2 separate regions of the Mus musculus genome follow, and region 2 is linked to region 1. Evidence: chromatin contacts called from public Hi-C data. All regions are on one chromosome and are shown on one strand. The core of a region is the stretch at or near the end of the contact, and the rest is flanking DNA. Distances in the headings are between cores, read along the strand shown. Region 1 overlaps Gm12153 (a long non-coding RNA gene). Region 2 has its middle 76 kb from the start of Il12b.

Evidence for each region. Hi-C and Micro-C count contacts between places; a contact is called where the count stands out from the background.
Region 2: a Hi-C map of the C2C12 cell line shows a contact between it and region 1, with 4 times the contacts expected there. The contact joins two enhancer-like sites. A contact is called at or near these places in 4 of 15 datasets of contacts at CTCF or cohesin (the NIH/3T3 cell line, embryonic stem cells and pro-B cells), 96 of 484 Hi-C or Micro-C datasets (B cells, the BV-2 cell line, the Ba/F3 cell line and 46 more) and 2 of 115 datasets of contacts at active chromatin or transcription factors (the NIH/3T3 cell line and bone marrow-derived dendritic cells).

Annotation. Positions count from the first base shown.
Region 1 is chr11:44,081,907-44,089,375 of GRCm38.p6, reverse strand. All of the region lies in intron 5 of Gm12153 (a long non-coding RNA gene), which reads right to left. Among named protein-coding and RNA genes, the nearest start is that of Gm12153, 130 kb to the right of the region's middle. Within about 2 kb of position 4,190, at least 5 of the 459 cell types and tissues checked have an H3K27ac peak or open chromatin away from gene starts, as enhancers often do. A contact at or near this core is called in the C2C12 cell line, where this site is marked.
Region 2 is chr11:44,320,331-44,327,799 of GRCm38.p6, reverse strand. No RefSeq gene overlaps it. Among named protein-coding and RNA genes, the nearest start is that of Il12b, 76 kb to the left of the region's middle. Within about 2 kb of position 4,244, at least 56 of the 459 cell types and tissues checked have an H3K27ac peak or open chromatin away from gene starts, as enhancers often do. A contact at or near this core is called in the C2C12 cell line, where this site is marked.

The DNA of each region.
Region 1 (7,469 bases), core at 2,941-5,440:
ACCTTTAGAAGGTGGGGCTTTGTGGGAGGTCCTTAAGTTATTGGGGGGATGCCCCTGTACTCTAGATTGGAAACCTCAAAACCATGAGCCACGTGAACCTTTTTTTTATGTATGTCAATCGTCTCAAGTATTTCATTACAGTAATAGAAATCTTGACTAACGCATGATGAGCTGGTGGTTGAATTTAAGCATGAATTATTCTCCACTTCTCTTCCAGGCCAACACTAAGTCAGAGAAGTGTTTGGCCATACAGTTATCACATCATTGCAAATCTGGTGCAAATCCATCTGAACGAACAGCATTTCTCCTGCACTGAAGCCTGGGAGAAAATGCATCGTGTTGTGGCTTATCCTTATTAAAGATCACTGAGCAACATGATAACCAATAACTCTGAAAAGAACTTTGAAAAAGATTCTGCAATGTTCATTTTGTGTCTGCTTTTAAGAGACAGTGTGATAACATTAAATTAAGACTTAGTTCTGAGATAATGTATAAGGAAACAGCAAAGCAGGGGATTGCTGTAAGAACCTCATCACGGTAGATTCTAGCCTCCCCTACCCGCTCCCGTCTCTGCCTTTCTGTGGCCTGGGATGGAGGGCAATGTCACACTGCAAGGCAGAGGCTGAACCCTGGGCCTTCCTCCACTTCAGTTCCATTTGGTAAACTGAGGCATAGTATTATGCAAAGTAGGGACAGGGGACATGCCTTAGTTTTGGTATACTAGCAGGCCCTTGGAAAAGTCATTTTCCATCTTTCCTTTCTAGAAAAAATATTATATATATATATTATATGTGTTGAATTATTAAGGACCTGCAAAGTTTCCCTGTTTTCTAGATAATACAGGTCAGACTTTGAAACCCTGATAGCCTCTTCTGTGATTACTCTGTCATTAAAGCATTCACAGGCAGTGGACAAAGGAAGGGGTGTGTTGTGCTGTAATGGAGCTTTATTTACAAAAGCAGACCTCGGATTGGCTTTGCCACATGGGCCACAATCTGTTCTGTTCACCATTCAATTTGCTGAGAAAACACAGAGTTATGAAATAAACACAAAACACAATATGCACCAGGCTTACACATAACTTTCAATGCCTTACCTACAGTTTTCCAAAGTCTCTGAAGGGGCTAAGGAGATGGCTCAGGCGCTTAATGGATAAGCCTGGAGACCTAGCTCCTGCCTATAAAGCTGAGTACTACAATGACCACCTGGAATTCCAGGGCTGGACCTTGCTGGCCAAGTAGTCTAGCTGTATCCATGAGCTCCAGTTTCAGTGAGAAATCCTGTCTTAAAAAATAAGATAGAGGGGCTTAATGGCTAAGAGCATTTGTTGCTTTTGGAGAAGACCCAGGATCTATTCCCAGCATTCACATGGTGGCTCACAACCACCTATATCTCTGTGTCCAGAGTATCTGATGCCTTCATCTGACCTCCATGGGAACCAGGCAAGAACATGGTACATATATGTACATGCAGGCAAAACACTCATACACTCAAATTTTTCTTTAATTCAAAAATAGAGAAAGGTGCAATCAGTGGGCTATAAATAGGTGGGGAAGCCATGAAGTTGTGAGGTAAGGTTGGATCTGGGAGCAGTTAGGGGAAAAGGGGTGGGTGAACATGATCAGAATGCATTGTATACATGTGTGTGATTCTCAAAGAATTAACGAAAATATTATATGAATAAATGAATTAGGTAGCAAGATTGAGGAAGACCACACATTGACTTCTGATCTCCACATTTACACATATATAGACAAAAGATTTCCTTGAAAAATAAATAGATATAAAAATAGATAATGTTTGTTTCAATAATAGACTTTATTGGCATTAATACAATCCAGATGTTATTTCAACACATAATTAATATGAGACATGTCGGTCTTTGCAATGCAGCCTATATTTTATTCATCTTACTTGGACCATCCATGTCTAAGAGGTCCCAAAGTCTAGTGGTTGCTGGTTCTCAGAGGCTCAGCCCATGTCCAGCCTTTGCTGGTAATCCTGATTTCCATCACAAAAAAAATGTAAACCAAGGAGCTGTTGTTTTGTCCTCCCACCCCTGCTAGTTTAATATAAGACTGCAAAGGATGTGGTAAGGAATGCTGGAAAATGGAAGTCACTTCAGAAATCTTGATTACTATCTCAGCAAACAAGGTCTTTTCATACAGAAATGTAGCCACTAACCCCTACACTGCCTGAAGGCAGAAGAGCTGGGAACACTGCCTCCTAGTGGTGAGTATAGAGCAGGGGCCAGCCAGAGACTGGGATGGAAAAGCCCAACTCAGAATGACTTACATAAATATACACTGATTCTGACCAGTGCGTCACAGCATAATCTGTGTTCAATGTGAACTCCGTGTGGGGGGGGGGGGGCTGTGGAGTCCAGAAGAGGGCATTAGATTTCTACTGGAGCTGGCTGGAGTCACAAGTAGTTGTGAGCCACCCACTGTAGATGCTATAAACCAAGCCTGAGTCCTCTAGAAGAGCAGCAAGCACTCTTAGCCACTGAGCCACCCATTTTTCACTTCATAATCTGAACATCTTACCAGTGAAAGTATCAGAGGCCCTTTCTGTAACATTCTCCCCTCAACAGTGTTGTCCTGTCACCACCGATCTGTGCCCCAGGGAATAAGTTTCCTAATATGATATTAAACAAGAGAATTTAATGGCAGCTCCTAGACAGCTATGGAGGACCAGGATGCAGGAATTTCCTGCAGGATTGGCTAAGTGACTCTTCCACTCCCTCACAGCAAAGACAGAGAGGATAAATGGAGAAAATATGTCCTGATTAGTTTATGTCAACTTGAAACAAACTAGAGTCATCTGAAAGGAGAGAACTTCAGTAGAGAAAATGTCTGCATAAAATCCATTTTTATTAACTAGTGATTGATGGGTGAAGGCCATGCCCATTGTGGGTGGCCATATCCTTGAGCTGGGGACCTGGGTAAGAAAAAAGGCTGAGCAAGTCATGGGAAGCAAGCCAGTAAGCAGTACCCCTCCATGGCCTCTGCTTCAACTCCTGCCTCTGGGTTCCTGCGAGTTTCAGTTTCTGTCCTAATTTCTTTCAGTAATGAACAGTGATATGGAAGTGTAAGCCAAATAGACTAGACCCTTTCCTCCCCAAGCTACTTTGGTCATGGTGTTTCATCACAGCAATAGCCACCCTGACTAAGGCAAAATGTACTTGGAGAGGGCAGTGCAAAGTGTTTCTTGCCACTTCCCACTCTGCTTGCCTTTATGTTGGTGACAAGAGCCTTCAAGCCAGGCAGGATTTGACAGCTGCACACAGAGACTTGTGAGATCTGATGCTGGGAAGAAAAAGGAGAAAGGAGTGTTGTCCTGAGATTTTCTGGAATAACCAGAAAGTTCTAGAAGACTCTGAAGACTTTATATGGGGAAGATACAGGGCCAGGAGTGAAAAGGTAGTGGTGAAGATTGGAATTTCCTGCAGGATTGGCTTTATATGGGGAAGATACAGGGCCAGGAGTGAAAAGGTAGTGGTGAAGATTGGAATTTCCTGCAGGATTGGCTAAGTGACTCTTCCACTCCCTCACAGCAAAGACAGAGAGGATAAATGGAGAAAATGTGTCCTGATTAGTTTATGTCAACTTGAAACAAACTAGAGTCATCTGAAAGGAGAGAACTTCAGTAGAGAAAATGTCTGCATAAAATCCATTTTTATTAACTAGTGAGTTCTAGAAGATTTGACAGCTGCACACAAAGACTTGTGAGATCTGATGCTGGGAAGAAAAAGGAGAAAGGAGTGTTGTCCTGAGATTTTCTGGAATAACCAGAAAGTTCTAGAAGACTCTGAAGACTTTATATGGGGAAGATACAGGGCCAGGAGTGAAAAGGTAGTGGTGAAGATTGGGAAAGGGAAGTGGTTCCCAAGTCACATGCCCATGCCTAGTTGAAGATGGGTAGATGGCACAGATGAGTGACAGATGGTATATATGGTCTGAGGGTCAAGTGAGAGTGCACCACAGGAGCTACAGTGACCAGGAAAACAAGGGGAAGGAGCGAGAGGAGGAAGAAGAGGGATGAGAAGCAAGGGAGGATGGGGAGGAAAGAGAGAATGGGAGAACCAAGCACCAAGCACCAAGCATGATGTGTAATGCCCTGGTCTGGCACTCAGCATTAATGTTACCTGATACTCTTGGCTGATTGTTGCATTCAATGAAGGATAAGTTATAGAGAAGGAAGTGTGTGCTGTATAAAATCCACTGTAGGAATTCCAGACCCCTTTCATCAGGCTAATGGAGATGGTCTTTCTGACTCATCTGACCACATCAAATTCCTCATGATCTAATCCAGTGGGAAGAAAAGCATTAATAATAAAAGATCTGTGATGGAGAGAGATGGCTCAGTGGTTAAGAGCAAGGACTGCTCTTACAAATAATCTGAATTCAGTTTTCCAGCACTCGTATGCGCTGAAAACTTTCAACTTTGTAACTCCAGCTCCAGAGAGTTCAATGTCCTCTCTGTCCTATGTGGGCACCTGAACACACTTGGCATTTACATATATGCACACATGTGCACACACACATACACACACACATATTTGCATACATTATATAAAACTTTAAAATACCAGTTAATAGTTTGCTGATGTATCATTATGTCATATGCACTGGGCTTTTATCTATATAAAGTGGTTATCTTTTATTATTCTATTACTTTTTTAATGATTTTAAAATTTAGTATTTTATGCATATATACAATGTATTACAAACATATTAACCCTGTTATCCTCTCTTATCTACATCACATGCCTGTAGACACCCCCTCCTTCCTGGCTTGTCCTCTTCCCACTTTCATGTCCTGTGGTCTTGTTCAGGTGGCTGTGGTTGTTTTTTGCTTATGGTTACAACAGACATGTCACATGCAGAAACCAACATTTCATGGCACTCCTCCCCACCCTCCAGTCCTTATGCTCTTCCTACCCTCTTTTTCAGTGATGTCCCCTGAGTCTTGGTGAGGTTGATAAAATTATCCTATTTAGGGATAGGCATTCAGTTTATTCTATTTTGTAGAAGAGAAAATCTGGGTTTGGAGGAATTAAGAAACTTAAAAGTCAGGAGGTAGCAAAGACAACATTTGAAATCATGTAAACCACTTACTCTATTGATGTTCTTTCTTAACCCAGTGTGGCTGTCAGCCTTTGGGTATCGATTTCTTTTACTTTCACCCCTTCCCTTCTCTTTTCTCTCTTCCTTTCTTCTTGTCCTCTTCTGCTCCCTCCTATTTCTCTCCATATGTGCATTCCTCCTCCTCTCTCCCTCCTGTCTCTCGCCTCTGTCCTTAGATTCCATCCTCAGCTAGCATAGACATTTAGCTAAGACCAATGAAATGAACAGAACTGCCCTAGATACCAATTTTGAGCCAACTAATGCCTTGGCACCAGATATCTCACAAGACTCTTAGCCAAATCCTGCAAGTTCCTTGCCAGGCAGAACAATGACAGAAAAGCACATTCCTACTGCTTGGTGCTGTCGGATCTGAGTTCTGTTAACATGGGTTTGGCTGAGGATGAAGATGGATCTTTCTGTGGGCATTTGGCAAAAATCATGGTTGCAGTTCTCAGATGAAAACCAAGTTCCCACAGATCTCATTAAGTCTCCACCCCTATCGTCCATCCTGAGAAAACACATTAAGTGCCCTGATAGGAAAGCTGTTAGTCATTGAAAAATGGGCCAGCAAACAGGGTGGTGCACACTCACCCCAAGCTCTAGACATTTCCACAGATGTCCCCTACATTCATTCTGTGCAAGGGGGCTGTCCCTTCCCTTGTCTTTCCTTCCTGGGTATTTCCTGGAGGCTTTCATCACACCCTTATGAAAGGAGAGCTAAGCCTCCCAAGGAGCCAGAGGATCTCGCGCTTCTGCCCTGTGTGGAATTCTTCCCCAAATCAACTTCCTGACCTGAGAACAAGTCGGAAGAGGATTTCCCACTATCCACTCAGGAGTTTGTGTGAACTCTCATCTTAGGTGTTAAACTGGTAAAAGCTCCTCTCCGTGAGGCACTCGTCTAGCCCTGGGTCCAAGTATGTTCAATTTCGATAGTAGAAAAGATAAGTAATGAAGTGTGGCTTAATTCTGAACATGGGAACATCTTAGCTGGGAAGGGACAAATCCCAGTACAAGGTGGTGGAGAATAAAAAAGCACACCCAAGACCCGAGAAGAAGGAAAACTCTGCTGTACATTCTTTTATCTGTTGATTTGAACAAAACCCCAAACTGGTCTCAATTACACAGATGCTCAGTAAGTTAACCCTGCTGAGAGACAGCATATAAAAAAAAACTTCAAGAAGGAAAAGTTTACTTTGTTCATGGTCAATTGGTCTTGTCACTCTGGGCCTGAAAGACAGTATGGAAGTAAAGATGACATGGTGAGCATAATATCACAGAAGCCACAGAGGGAGCAGAAGGGACTCTGGTCCTAATATTCCATTTGAGTGCATGCCTCAAATAACCTTCTTTTCTCCCAATAAAATTATAATTTGAAGACTGAGGCTTTAGCATACGGACTTTGGGTAGAGAGTTTTTCAAACCAGATTCCCCAGAAGATACTAGATGTCATTTACTTGGACTCAATTCTACCATTATCCACCTGAAATGGCACCAGAGGATCATTGGATTATCAAAGACTGCATCCACAAACAAGTTAGTTGCAAGCTCCTGGATGTGACCTGTGCTATTGACTAGCCATAAACTAAAGTTCTAGTTCAGCCTCAGGGTTGATTAACTTTTAGAAAACCTTGCAGAACTCAGGGCAAGTCTTTATGTGAATACAGTTGCCCATTGGTTACAAACGGTATTTTAATACTACAAATGAATTGAAAAGATACATAGGACATGGACTAGAAGGACCTCCAATGAAGACTCCTCCATCTTCATGGGTTTGGGTGTGCCAACCTCTTGCCATATGAATTTGCTCTTGGTGAACAGTTTAGAAGTTCTCTGAACTCAGACCTTTAGAGCTGTGTGCTGGTTAACCTTGTCGACTGGTCAGAGTTTAGAATCACCTAGGAAATAAACTTCTGGGCATGAGTATGCGAGTATTTTGAAGAATATTTGATGGAAGTGGGAAGCCCCACTCTGTACACAGAGAGCAATATTCTAGGTTGAATAAGAAAGATAAAGGGGGCTGATCACCACCAATATCTCTGTACTTTCTGACAGGAGACACAGCACTCCCAGCACTCCCAGTTGTCTCGTGCTACTGTTACTTCCTCACTATAACAACGGGACTCTTGAACTGTGAGACAAAAGAAACTCTCAGGGCCCTAAGTTGCTTTTGTCAGGAATTCTGTCACCACAACAAGAAAAGAATTAGTTCTATTATAGACTTATCTAAGTAGGCATAATTGATTAAATTATTGGCCATTGTCTATCAAATTGTCCATCATCAATTCAACCTTAAGCCCTGATTCCTTCCTCAGTGGCAGAAGTGGGAACTAAAGTTTCTAG
Region 2 (7,469 bases), core at 2,995-5,494, 240 kb before region 1:
TCTTGGAAACTGAGCTGGGTTGAGACTGGTTACCAATGGAATGGGAGAAACCAGATCAGCTTGAGATACAGAAGACCCTGTCTCAAAAAAAAAACAACAACAACAAAAAAAAACAAAAAAACAAAAAAACAAAACAAACAAACAAACAAAAAAAAACCAAAGCAAAACAGAACAAAACCAAAACCAAACAAAGCCCCAAAGCAACCATCAGCCCCACCAAAGCCCCCATTTTGGAAAGTTTAAGGATTTTTGCTTACCCATTATCCTTCCATCATATAGAGGGTTTTATTGAAAACCTTATAGCTAGGGGACAATGTTTAAGGCACATGTTTAGATGGGCCAGACATGGTTGCTATTCTCTACTGTCAGACACTCCTGAATCAACAGGTAGTTGAAATATGAGGCTATGAGAGGAAATGGCTGGAGATGGAGCTATTTTTTCTGCTGCAATGATAAAACGCTGTGTCTGAGGCAGCTTATAGAAGAATTTACACATTTTGGCCTACAGTTAGAGAGAAAAGAGTCTGTTATAGTGGGGAGGCAAGGCAGAAGACAGGCATGGACAGCAGAAGCTGGAAGCTGAGAGTTCATGTCTTCAAACATAAGCGCATAGCTGAGAGCAAACTGAAGTCCTGTGAGGCTTTAAATCTCAAAACTCATCTGCAGTGACATACTTCCTTCAGCAGGGATGTACACCATCTAGACCTTCCCCAATCGTGCCACCATCTGGGAACAAAATTCTCAACTATGTGAGTCTATGGAAGACATTCTCGTGGATGCTAAAAGACAAAGGTCAAGGATGGCTTCCTGGAGAAAATAGCTGCCTGGATGAAGAGTTTGGGGGGAATATTAAACCCTTAGGGAAGAGTTGAGGCAAACCTGGTTCTCAGAAGAAGGAAGTTTGTATACTAGAGCTCACATCCATGGGATGGAGCTGAGGTGTGCGTTATTAGTGTGCTCAATCTGTCACAAGAACCTACGTGTTTACTCATGACTCTGAAAGCTAGAAGTTCAAGATAATGATTCAGGTAGTTTCTTTTGAGATCTTTCTTTTTGCTTATAGGTGTCTGTCTTCTCTTCTGCATGCAATTATGCCCAAATCTCTCTCTCTCTCTCTCTCTCTCTCTCTCTCTCTCTCTCTCTCTCTCTCTCTCTCTCTCTCTCTCTCACGAGTACCAGTTTTCTTGGATGATAACTCATCTAAATGGCCTGGCTTTGACCTAGTTGTCTCTTTAAATTGTCTGTTTCTAAATACAGCTATGTTCTGAGGTGCCGAAGTTGGGGCATGTGAGAGTTGGAGAGATGCAACTCAGCCTGTAGTGGCTAAGTCAGTGGTAAGGGTAGCCCTCATTGAGTCACTAAAGAGTCCCAGGAGAACAGCAGGGTTCCTGGTCCCTTCCACAGAGCTCCTAGGACAGGAAGTAAAAGCTAGGGGTGGCCCGAGAGATGGATTTAGAGGTTGTTGGGTTGAGGCAGATATCAGAAGGTTAAAGCACAAGGTGTTCTGATGATCACCTGCTGGGGCAGGGCAGAAGAGGACCCACGTGAGACTGTGGGTGCTCCATGGAAAAAGTTCCTGATCTGATGTACGAAGGTAAGTCCATGGTGGGCCTCTATAATGGTTTGATGGGTCTGTGGGACAATATAGCCAGGTCATCCCTGTTGGAAGCAATCTGAGTTAGGGACACGAATGGGAACTTACCTGTTCTGGACGATCTGGGGAGCCTTGGGTTGAGTGAGAAAGGAGACTAGCCACGAGGCTGCATCTTTGCTAGGGAACTTACAGTGCTTCATACTGACACACACTGGGATGTGTGTGTACCAAATGACTAACACCTCCGCTCTCATGGAAGGAAGCTCAGTTGATTATTTAGTCGATGGTCTCCTGTCTGAGGAGCCTCTGGGGTCTGGAAATGGTAACGAACTTTGGGTATCTTGGGTGTTTATTCCCTTCCCAAGATCTGAGGGCGTTTAATCAGTCCTTGGTGCCTGATGAGTCACTGAATGTCCTTCTAGCTGAGTCACCTGAGGCCCCCTTCAGGGAAGGACAGCAGAGCTCTTGGAGGCAGAACCACCACATGCTTGTTTATCTGAGGAGGAGAGAAGAGGGGTGTGATTGTCCCAGCCAGCGAGAGCCCCGCAGTGTTCTGTCGCCGTGTCCTGACACAGGCGTGTATCGCGACATCAATGGACAGAGAGCAGTAACTGGGCTTGAGAGTGTATGATTTGTACTGTTGGTTGTGGTTACAGATTTGTCTTTGAAAACGTCTTTGTTGTGTTGCTTCCGTAAAGACAGCAAGCTGACATTTATAGAATCCTCACTGGCTCCCAGACAATGCACAAAGCACCTTACGTGCGTTGTCTTGATTCATCTCTTCAGGCAAGCACCTGGGTTTCTCCAGAAATATCAAAGCACAGAGAAATAAAGCTTTGCCCAAGGCTGGATGGTTTCTGAGCTGCAAGGCTGAGGCGAAGCCTGACGGGCAGATGTCAGGACTCCCACAGTCCATCACCATGCATGCAGCTGCCTCTGTGGTCACCATCTAGTATGTGGGTGCATGGAGGTGGCTTCATGGTCAAACACTCCTGGGGCTCCTAGATCCTCCAGTCACAGGTGACAAGATGAAAGGGCCTGAATGTTCATCTCTTTTCTCTGTTCTGTAGGATGGGGTTGAGATGCCTTCTAGAACAGAATTCTGGGGTGAGTTTGGTGAGGATGAGGCATATTGTAAGTCACTCAGACCATCCTTGGAATTCTGAGAATGCTTGCTGTAGACAGTCTCTCCCAAAATGAGTGTATTGGTGTTTGTCCCACCCCACATGGTCCCCTTTGTGGTGGTGACACTCCTTCAGTAAGTACTTGATTTAGAGTCCCAACTCGTGAACCTAAGAGCATCTTTGCAACTGCCTCAGCCAACAGAATGTGACAAAGGGGACATGGCATGACCTCTGAGCACAAGTGATTGAGAATCTGGGGACATGTCCTCAGGGAGCCAAGATATAGGATATGAGATGTCTGTTTGCTTCATAACCCTCATGCTCATGAGGAGATCCCACAAAGGGTGACATCCAACGAGAGCCAGCTCTTCTTGTGCTAGGCCTTCCCATCTTCCCTTCCTAGGCAGCAACTGGAGAGTACAGCTTCCTTCCCATCTTGTCTGCCAGCCTCAGACCTAGCCCTAGCCTCAGCTTCAAACCATCCCATATGATTTTGAACAGAGCAAAGATAAGCATGTCCTATCAAGATTTCAGGTCTGCGAACACATAGACCTTTAATCTGGGTTAAGCCTTTACATCTTCAGGTGATTTTTCCTTGAGAATTTTGTATAATATGTTTTGATCACATTTACCCTCTGCTACTCCTTCCAGATCTACACTCCCCTTCCCCACTTGCCCACCTTTGTCTTTTATTTTATTTTATTTTATTTTATTTTATTTTTAACATATCAAATCCAAATGGCATCACTCTTATGCTCTTGGATGTGTGGCTACTGGGGTTGACTGACCTATAAGGCTATAACCTTAAAGAAAACTGATGCTCCGCCTCCTAGCAGGTATTGATTACCCAGAGTCTCTCAGCTAGGGGTTGAGTTTCATTCCCATTTCCTATCTTCATGCTGGAATTTTATCTGGCTTGAGCTAGCATAGGTTTTGTGCATACTGTCACAACAGCTGTGTTGTGCATATGTGCGACCACCCTATTGTGTTGAGTGATTTTTAATGCAGCATTGGGACACACTAAAAAAAAAGGATTCAGGTTTACATGGTACTATGTAGGGGAATAAACAAAAGTATACTCTCCTTATATTCAAAGCCTTTTCTTCAACCTGTTGGCAGTGTAGTCCTTGGCAAGGATCTCAATCCCTCAGTTGTCTCATCTGTATGATATGGACTGACTGTGGTTATAGCTTCAGAAGGTTATGGCGACAGTAAAATAGAAGTCCATTACTAATGCGTGGCAAGGACCTAATGTCTGCCTATGTTGGGGTTTCAATTCAAACAAACAGTCTGACCCCAGACTACAATCCATTAAACCATAGCCCATGATATTCTCTCCAATTTCTGAAACCTATACCAGACAGGAACACCCGAGTATACCCCAGTGCTCATGGTAGGACATGATTTCTGGTCCTCCCTGGTCCCTGTCTATTCTGTGGTCCTTGGTGGGTGTTGCTCAGTGCTGCAGGCTGTATCCTCACTTCTCTTTTATGAGCACAAGATTACGTTGGCTTTTCTGGCAGTCACCTCATGGTGTTGACTCATCCTGAGTTGGCAGTGAAAACCCTGGAGTGTTCTTTACCACATGTGCTAGCATCCAGCTGCATTCCTTCTCAGCTAGGATTGGCACAGGGGGAGACTTTGGAAGCCAGTCTGCAAAGCTGCCTGTCTTGTTCCCTTTGGATCACTGTTATACCTGCCTGGTAAAGAGTCAAGCTGATCAGCTGGGTCCTCAGAGACATCCTGGATCCTTGTAATAAGTCTTCCCCCCACCCCCCTTAGGTCAGCCTGACTGGTATTGATCGCAATAAAAGAGTACAGAAAGACTAACCTCTGGTCTGCTTGTCCAGGAGGAAAGATGGGGTAAGGATGTCAGGGGACAAGACTGAGAAAGCCATTGTGATAGTTTTTATATGCTTGGTCCAGGGAGTGGCACTATTTGGAGGCGTGGCCTTATTGGAGTAGGTGTGTCATTCTGGGTGTGGGCTTTAATACCCTTGTCCTTGCTGCCTGGAAGCTTGTCTTCTGCTAGCAGCCTTCAGATGAAGATGTAGAAATCTCAGTTCTTCCTGTACCATGCCTGCCTGGGTGCTGCCATGTTCCCACCTTAGTGGTAATGGACTAAACCTCTGAACCTGTAAGCCAGCCCCAATGAAATGTTGTCATTTATATGTCTTGCTTTGGTCATGGTGTTTGTTCACAGCAGTAAAACCCTAAGACAACCATCATGGGGGACTTATGCCATGTGTCCACACTTTCTTAGCTTGTGGCAGTGTCGTCATTGGTCATGAACTTTCTGCTGAGTTTGTATATGGCCTTGTGATGATCAGTTTTGATTGCCAACCTGATGCAACTTAGAATCATCTGGGAAGAGAGTCTCAATGAGGCATTGTCTAGATCAGATTGACCTGTGGCAGTGTCTGTGTGTGTGTGTGTGTGTGTGTGTGTCTGTGTGTGTGTGTGTGTCTGTGTGTGTGTGTTGATGCTTTAATCAATGTGGGAAGATCCAGGCGAAAAGTGGGTGGTACCACTTTTTTTCCTTAGTTTTTGGCCCTGACTACATAGGAGTAGAGGAAGTGCATTACATCACAGGCATTTCTATCTCTTTACTCCAGGGTGCTTCAGGTCCTTACTTTAACTTTCTTGCAACAATGAACTAGAACCTGGAATTATGAGTGAAAGAAACCCTGCCTCCCACAAGTTGCTTGTGGTCAGGATACTTTAATCACAGCCACAGAAATTAAACTAGAATATGCTTGGACTCGATTGGTAGTCATCTGACTAGGATAGAGGACAGAGCTTCAGACAGGGCCCATGTTCTTAGAAGACTTGTGCTTCCTGAAGAGGTGGTTCAGGTAGCTTCCAGTCTCCCCAGGTTGACTATCACCCAACTCACATTTTTATTTTCAATTTGCCCACAGGGATCAAGTATTTTTTTTTTCTTTGCCTACTTTCTTGCTGAGCTACAACTTCTCTAAGTGATGGCCTTACTTGGTCATACTTGTGTGCCAATACTACATACTGTGCTTGCTCAGGTAGTCACTGGGTAGTCAGTGTGGTTATGGACCTCTGGGTGACTAGTACAGTACTGGGGCTTAACAACATCTCTTCGGCAGTCACTGGTGAGATCCTGACTCTTGTGGAGAGGAGATCACCAGGGGCTCTGCTTAGGCACTGTGAGATGCACAGTCAAATAAACACTGGTATATCCACAGTTCTCTGTAGAACAGTATCAAAGGACTGTGATGATGATGCCGTCAAAGGCTGAGCCGCCTCTGCACGTCCTGCTACCTTGTCCTTGAGTCCTCCAATTATGTCTTATTGATCTGCATCTTTCTCCTATTACTCCCCAGCCTGAGGCTCCTTTTCTATTCTGAGAACGGGAAGCTGTACCCTTAAAGATCCTTATTTATCGATGCCTAAATATTCAAAGCTCAAAGTGAATCAGCAACTTCCTTTCCTTCCTTCTTCTTTCTTCTTATGTCTTCCTTCAGAGAAGGCCTATAAACGGCCAGGTTGAACCAAAATGGGGAGTGGCCCACAGGAGGAATAAATGCTAAAATGAAAAAGCACATTGCTGAACACCTTAAAGTATTAGCAACTTAGACAATGGACAGAAACTTGCCCAATGGACAGAAACTAAGCCAATTGGAAGAAGTTTTTCTGAGCATACTGTGGAGAGGGAGTCCAGGATGTAGACAGAGTAAGACCAGAGGAGACACATCAGAAGCCTGGAGGGAAGGGCTTTGTGTCACACAGTTTTCTACTTCTTATAATAACTTGAAAGTGGAAAGAAATGTTTTGACTCACGGTTTCAGTGTTTTTAGAGCACGGTTGCCTGGCTCTGTTATTTCTGGGACTGAGGTAAAGGAAAGCATTTTGTCAGGGAGAGTGAAGTAAGTCATGCCTTCTTCTTTGTAGTGGCCAGGAAGACAAAGCTAGAGAGATGGCTTGGTGGTTAAAAACATGTCCTCTTGAAGAGGACCCAAGTCGGGTTCCTAGCACCCATGCTGGGCAACTCATAGGTGCCATTAACCCCAGTACTCCAGGGAGATTTGATGCCCTCTTCTGGACCCCGTGAGCACTGCACTTGCATGCATACACACAGAATTCAAAATAAAAATATTTTTAAAGTGGGGAGAGAGGGGAAGGTGTTGTAAACAAAACTCACCCCTCCAGGGCATGTTCCCTGTGACCTGTGCCTCTAGCCTATTAAGTTACAAATCCATAATGAGTTAATTCACTGATAAGATCAGGGCACTCATCATCCAATCAACTTCCATTCAACTCCCAAAGGTCCGATCCTAAACATGAGTGGACTGGGGCAGCCTTCGACGCATGGACTTCGCAGTGGGAACATTTTAGATCCAAATTACACCAGCTTTCACTGCTTTTTACCTTCTTTGGTGCTGAAGGAGCTCAACAGTGCCTCATTTTCAGAGTCTACCGTCTTTAGATTGAATTTCCTCGCTTTTGGTTGCTCCCCCTCCCCTTCCCCCTCTTCTTCTTCTTCTTCTTCTTCTTCTTCTTCTTCTTCTTCTTCTTCTTCTTCTTCTTCTTCTTCTTCTTCTTCTTCTTCTTCTTCTTCTTCTTCTTTTCTCTCTCTCTCTCTCTCTCTCTCTCTCTCTCTCTCTCTCTCTCTCTCTCTCTGTCTCTCTCTCTCTCTGTCTCTCTCTCTCTCTTCCTGAGACAAGGTCTCACGTAGCCCAGACTAGCTGCAAACTTACTATATAGCTAGGAATGACCTTAGA